2 separate regions of the Xenopus tropicalis genome follow, and region 1 is linked to region 2. A link is a contact called in public Hi-C data. All regions are on one chromosome and are shown on one strand. The core of a region is the stretch at or near the end of the contact, and the rest is flanking DNA. Distances in the headings are between cores, read along the strand shown. Region 1 holds the start of ahcyl2 (adenosylhomocysteinase-like 2). Region 2 overlaps ahcyl2 (adenosylhomocysteinase-like 2).

Evidence for each region. Hi-C and Micro-C count contacts between places; a contact is called where the count stands out from the background.
Region 1: a Hi-C map of neurula embryo shows a contact between it and region 2, with 2.2 times the contacts expected there. The contact joins the promoter of ahcyl2 here to the enhancer-like site in region 2. A contact is called at or near these places in 3 of 5 Hi-C or Micro-C datasets (brain, neurula embryo and tailbud embryo).

What each region holds. Positions count from the first base shown.
Region 1 is chr3:87,268,850-87,271,860 of UCB_Xtro_10.0, reverse strand. ahcyl2 (adenosylhomocysteinase-like 2) reads left to right here and starts at 1,715. Exons shown (of 17, transcript NM_001016409.2): 1 at 1,715-2,033. The coding sequence starts at 1,737.
Region 2 is chr3:87,234,211-87,237,275 of UCB_Xtro_10.0, reverse strand. All of the region lies in intron 1 of ahcyl2 (adenosylhomocysteinase-like 2), which reads left to right. Among named protein-coding and RNA genes, the nearest start is that of ahcyl2, 34 kb to the left of the region's middle. Within about 2 kb of position 1,740, at least 1 of the 11 cell types and tissues checked has an H3K27ac peak or open chromatin away from gene starts, as enhancers often do. A contact at or near this core is called in neurula embryo, where this site is marked.

The DNA.
Region 1 (3,011 bases), core at 466-2,965, 35 kb before region 2:
GCAGGGTAGGGAAGGCAGAGTATGGCACACACAGGCAGGGTAGGGAAGGCAGAGTATGGCACACACAGGCAGGGTAGGGAAGGCAGAGTATGGCACACACAGGCAGGGTAGGGAAAGCAGAGTATGGCACACGCAGGCAGGGTAGGGAAGGCAGAGTATGGCACACGCAGGCAGGGTAGGGCTGGCAGAGTATGGCACAAGCAGGCAGGGTAGGGCAGGCAGAGTATGGCACACGCAGGCAGGGTAGGGAAGGCAAAGTATGGCACACACAGGCAGGGTAGGGAAGGCAGAGTATGGCACACACAGGCAGGGTAGGGAAGGCAGAGTATGGCAGGTATTTGCTGTACTACAACCATAATATGGGTATGGTCATGTGATAACATGGGTGTGGTTTCAAGTGGGTGCGGTTTCAAAAAGGGGAGTGGTCAAAACTGGCTTCCATTATCGGCCCTCTACCACGTAGGTAGGAAAAATTCCGGCCCTCGGTACCACAGAAGTTGGACAGCACCCATGCCCCATCAGCCAATTAATGGGCAGAGTTCTGCCTTTTGCTTCCACACTACTTCCTGTTATAGTTAGAGCTGCATTATTTCTCGTCATGTGATCTCTGAGGGAGCACACAGCCCATCACTAAATGGTGGATCAAGGAAAAGGATTAAAAGGGCAACATTTATTGAGATATATATATATATATATATATATATATATATATATATATATATATATATATTACAGTTTGGCAAGATCAGTTGGTTAAGGATTCATTCTGGGGGTATAGTTTTCCTTTAAGTGATAAATCATACATAAAGTGCCCTGCACTCGCTGCCGGATGGTTAAGGTGTAGGAAAGATGGCCCTGCCAGTGGCAATGAGTTATGTGTTTTAAATGATATAAAAACCAGTAAAAATGCTGTTTGTTTTCAATGTTGTTTAGTGCAGAAAGATAAAAAGTGGCAAGCCTGGCTTCAAAGTTAATGGGGAAAATTTGCTTTCTTCACTGGAAAAAGTCAATAGTTTTTACTAAATGAGACACCTTTAAAGTCAGCCTATCAAGTAATAAACCTACATATGGCACCATTAGCCACCCCAGACTAAAACAGCATCTATGCCTATGATATAAGACTGGAGAAGAGGTGCTGAAGGACAGCTTAGACTTAGACAAATGGACATTAGGTCCTTCCTACAGTTGTCAGGGCATCCACTTTGATTAGAAGAGGTTTAAAATAGGTTAAGATTTATTTTTACAGCAAGAGCTGTGAAGTTGTATTGGCAGATACATTAGATAGATTCAAGACAGGGCTGGATGCCTTTTTTTGCAAGTGAGCTAAGCTACGTAACAGTAGTTTTCTCGTTCCCATGACACATGGATTTGGCCCTCAACTATTATCTGGCCTTAGATATCGCGCAAAAATAAATATAGCTATTCCAGCAGGTTATTCCGCCTACCATTGCAATGCAACGCATCCAACGCTAAGCGGCTGGGAACTAAATCACCAGCTGCATTACACGATCTCTTTCGCACAGATACAGTGTGCACTATGGGAATGGTAGTTCGAATAAATTCTTTCTTAGCCGTAGGAGGTGATGGCTGGAACTACGCATCCCGTAATGCACTGCGCGTAGGCGGTCAATGCTAACAGGGGCGTGTTGGTGGCTGCCGGTGGCAGCGTGTTAGTGTTTGTGTGCGGTAAGCAGGGAGCAGTGAGGACAAGAGGAGAGTTCGAACTGTGAATAGCCATGTCTGTGCAGGTCGCTACCGTCAAAATGGCAGCTATGGAGCTAAAAGATATGAACAGCGAACGGCCACCCGAGGGCCTCTCTCTACCAACTGTTCCAGCAGTCCCGGCCGTACCAGCCGCCGTTTCACCCACAGAGCCAGACAACAGTCCGATCCCAGCTCTCAGCCAGCCGATAAAAGGAGCACCGGCTTCCGCCATGAAAAGAAGTGACCCGACGCAGCGGCCAAAGGACGGTGGCGACGAAGCAGGGAGCCCAGAAGGAGCGGTCAGCGAAGCCCCACGCACCGTCAAAAAGGTAATTGCAGGTTTGCTGTATCTGTGGAGCGTCAGCAGTCAAACTCCAACTCCCAGCAGCCCCTAAGGATGGGGGATGCTGGGACGTCTAGATATAAGATCTTTAGAGGGCTATACACAGATTGGTCATCCTTGGTGAATCCAAACTATTCCTTGTTTTGCATTCCTATCAAATGAGAGCTTTTGCTCGCTTCATTGTACCAGTTTCTTGACTTTGAATGGGACTATTTTTCCTCCATCTTTTCTACGCGAAGGGATATCTTGCTGTTGCTAAGATGTGATTTTACCCTACAGGTGAACGCAGCAGCATTGAGTCAGAAATCCCTACACTGGTACTCCATTTCCCCTTGGCTGCACGATAGCTGCTCTGTGATTGGCCTCTGTCTCTTTCCTTCTCAGAGCTAGCTAAATGGTGCATGATGCACGGGGGGAGACGCAAATTATGCGCAGCTCAGCTGCACTGACGATAGTCAGGTGACCTTGAATTTTTTTCTTCTGTTCCAGTGCATCCTATTAGGTTATGTTTTTTCTGGTTTACACTGTCCATGTCTGTTAGCTTTAGGACTAAACTCCATGATGGACAAAACGAATACTACAAGTCATCTGTGGTTGCACTGTTCAAAATATAATGGGGCTGAAAGAAAAATCTGATGTGTAAACTATATGAAACAGTTTCCATCAACACACAATGTGCCTGTTGGAAGGGAACACACTGAATGCCGCATCTTCAGCCAACAAGCTAAAATCTGATGGTGTGTCACCAGCTTTTTTCCCCTCATTTAAATACACCGTTGAATATAGATGCAGGAAAAAAATACACTATCTGACTTTATTTGATCGGACTGTACATTACAGCCTGTTGCAAGACGAGCAGATAAAATCTGATGAAAATCTCCCATGGACTTAAGCCCTAAGACTATTTACTTTTTCTTTCATGAATATATCAAGGCAGGTCGGTGTTGTCAAATTATATCATACA
Region 2 (3,065 bases), core at 491-2,990:
CTTGCATTTTTACTTCTAGTATATTTATTGATAGAACATACGCTAATTGCATACATTTATTAATTTACTGTACGTTTGGGTTCAAATCTATACCTGTCATGTTTGAAGTCTCTAAAAGCTTACCCCGAATCAAAGTTGAACAAATATGACATTTTAGAAGTTGCTAAGACAAGAATGAACTTATTTTAACACAGTACGGTAATTCTTAACCTATGAGCCAATAGAAAATTTAATGTACATGCAACAACGCAGCACATTATTTTGTTTTATATGTAAACTTGTAATAAAAAAAGATTAATATATTACAGGGCAAACACTGCCAGTTATTGTGCATAAAGACAAGACTGACAGATACAGTTCCTTAGCACTGTCAACCTATACTAAACCTAAAAATTCACAGAATAAAGTGGTAACAGGGGCGCATCTACATGTTTTTATTTATACAGAACCATTGTAACAGTACACATTGTAACAGTTTTTTTTTCATATTAATGGTGGTAGTACAGCAAAAACCTGCCATACTCAGCCTTCCCTACCCTGCATGTGTGTGCCATACTCTGCCTGCCCTATGTTGCATGTGTGCCATACTCTGCCTGGCCTGCCCTACGCTGCCTGTGTGTGCCATACTCTGCTTGCCCTATGTTGCATGTGTGCCATACTCTGCCTGCCCTATGCTGCCTGTGTGTGCACTATACTCTGCCTTCCCTACCCTGCCTGTGTGTGCCATACTCTGCCTGCCCTATGTTGCATGTGTGCCATACTCTGCCTGGCCTGCCCTACACTGCCTGTGTGTGCCATACTCTGCTTGCCCTGTGTTGCATTTGTGCCGTACTCTGCCTGGCCTGCCCTACCCTGCCTGTGTGTGCCACAATGCTTTCACTGCTCCTACAGTCTGCACAATAACTATATATTAAAAAACTTTTTTAATTGCAGAACCACCTCAGTATATGTTCTTTTTGTAGTGTGCAGGGTTTATTTGTGGGTTTCTACTGCTCCTACGGTCTGTCTGAGGTGTGAAAAGGTGAACAATGCAGAGGGTGAACAATGCAGGGATTAAACGGTGTGAACAACACAATTGTTTTAAAACTTTTTATATGGCCTGGTGGGTGCTTTACAGAAGAACTCTCTGCATCTTGTATTGACTTTGTATTTGTTTTTACATTAAAAATACTGTACTCTAGAATTTGCTGTTTGGGCTTAATAGATATGCATCAGCACACAGTTTAGTGGAATAGTTTCTAATAACCAAGTAGGTAGGAACCTATTCTGTGCTGAGCCAGTGTGTTGCAATAATACAATTCTATTCAATTTAATTTGTACCATTTTGTCTTGCTTTGTAGGTATTGCTATCCTGATATCTTGGGCTATTGTTAGATGTGGCATGTAACCGTTCTATGTACACATTTACATGTATTTGATTATGATTGACATCAAAGTTATTTTCAAGGTTACCTGTGGGAGCAGAAAAGTAGAGGGAGGTGTGAAACTTTGTAAATTACCCCTTGAACATAGATTTTTCTCAGCCTTGTCTAAAGTATTGACTTCCAGAGAATGAATGAGTCATTGTTATAAGGTGTTGATAAGACACTGGGCAGATACTACGAGTAGAGCAAGGGGAAATTGTAGGTATGTTGCATGAAAGGAGGGGCTTGATAGTTTTTCTTTCACAAGGGATATGACTGGGGAGCAGAGTCCTGCCAGATCTTGAAACATTAGCTCTGTGAGCCACTGACTTTTGTAAAGTGTAGTTTCTGTTCACAGTTGGAAAGCAAAGGTGGGGGCCGAGTCCCTTTATAAGCTCCTTGACTGACTTGCAGTAGATTTGGCAGCCCTTTTCAGAACGCAGCTTTTCCCAAACATACCAAGAGTTGTCTCTCCTTAGCTTGAGGACAATCATTTTGCAGGTGAAGAAATGGAAAGAACGGAAAGTACACAAGATACCACTGCATTCAACGTGCCAGACTGGATGGTAAGAATATGCCCATTATTGCTTGTCTTAAAAAAATAACAAATTACACCCCACATTATTAACAATTAGCCTAATTGCTTATCTAAGGGAATCCATGTCTGAGCACAGGGGAAATTTTTATAACTGCCAGAGTCTCTAGACTTAAAAGCTTAGATAAAGTGTATACCTGTGCTTTTTGTGGGTTGAGACCCTGGGATATATTATACGGTTGAATGAGTGATTGTTATAAGATGTGCAGGGGGTCATTCACAAATGCCTGTAGACAAAATCCTATAAAGTTGTTTGCATTTGCGCACTTACAGACAATAGTTACACACCATTTCCTTGTAACATAAACAGAAAGCTATTTTTTTAGTTAGTACGTTATGCGTTAGAAAGGCTGCTTGAATTCAGGTATATTTGTAAATGCACAAGTTACAGTAACATTTTTATTGTTGATATCTAGCCAAGTTTCAAGCACCGTTTTTCAGTTAGTGTGTACTGTTACAATGGTTCTGTATAAATAAAAACATGTAGATGCGCCCCTGTTACCACTTTATTCTGTGAATTTTTAGGTTTAGTATAGGTTGACAGTGCTAAGGAACTGTATCTGTCAGTCTTGTCTTTATGCACAATAACTGGCAGTGTTTGCCCTGTAATATATTAATCTTTTTTTTATTACAAGTTTACATATAAAACAAAATAATGTGCTGCGTTGTTGCATGTACATTAAATTTTCTATTGGCTCATAGGTTAAGAATTACCGTACTGTGTTAAAATAAGTTCATTCTTGTCTTAGCAACTTCTAAAATGTCATATTTGTTCAACTTTGATTCGGGGTAAGCTTTTAGAGACTTCAAAAATGACAGGTATAGATTTGAACCCAAACGTACAGTAAATTAATAAATGTATGCAATTAGCGTATGTTCTATCAATAAATATACTAGAAGTAAAAATGCAAGACTATATCAAAAGTAACTCATTACTACAAGATTGTTGATTTGTAGCCTTCCAACTATGTTTGTTATTTTTCAATCTTAATTAAAAAAATTCTACCGACCATATGTGAATTTTGGTTATGATAGTTTCATATGGTGCTTTGCTTTGGTACAACAGT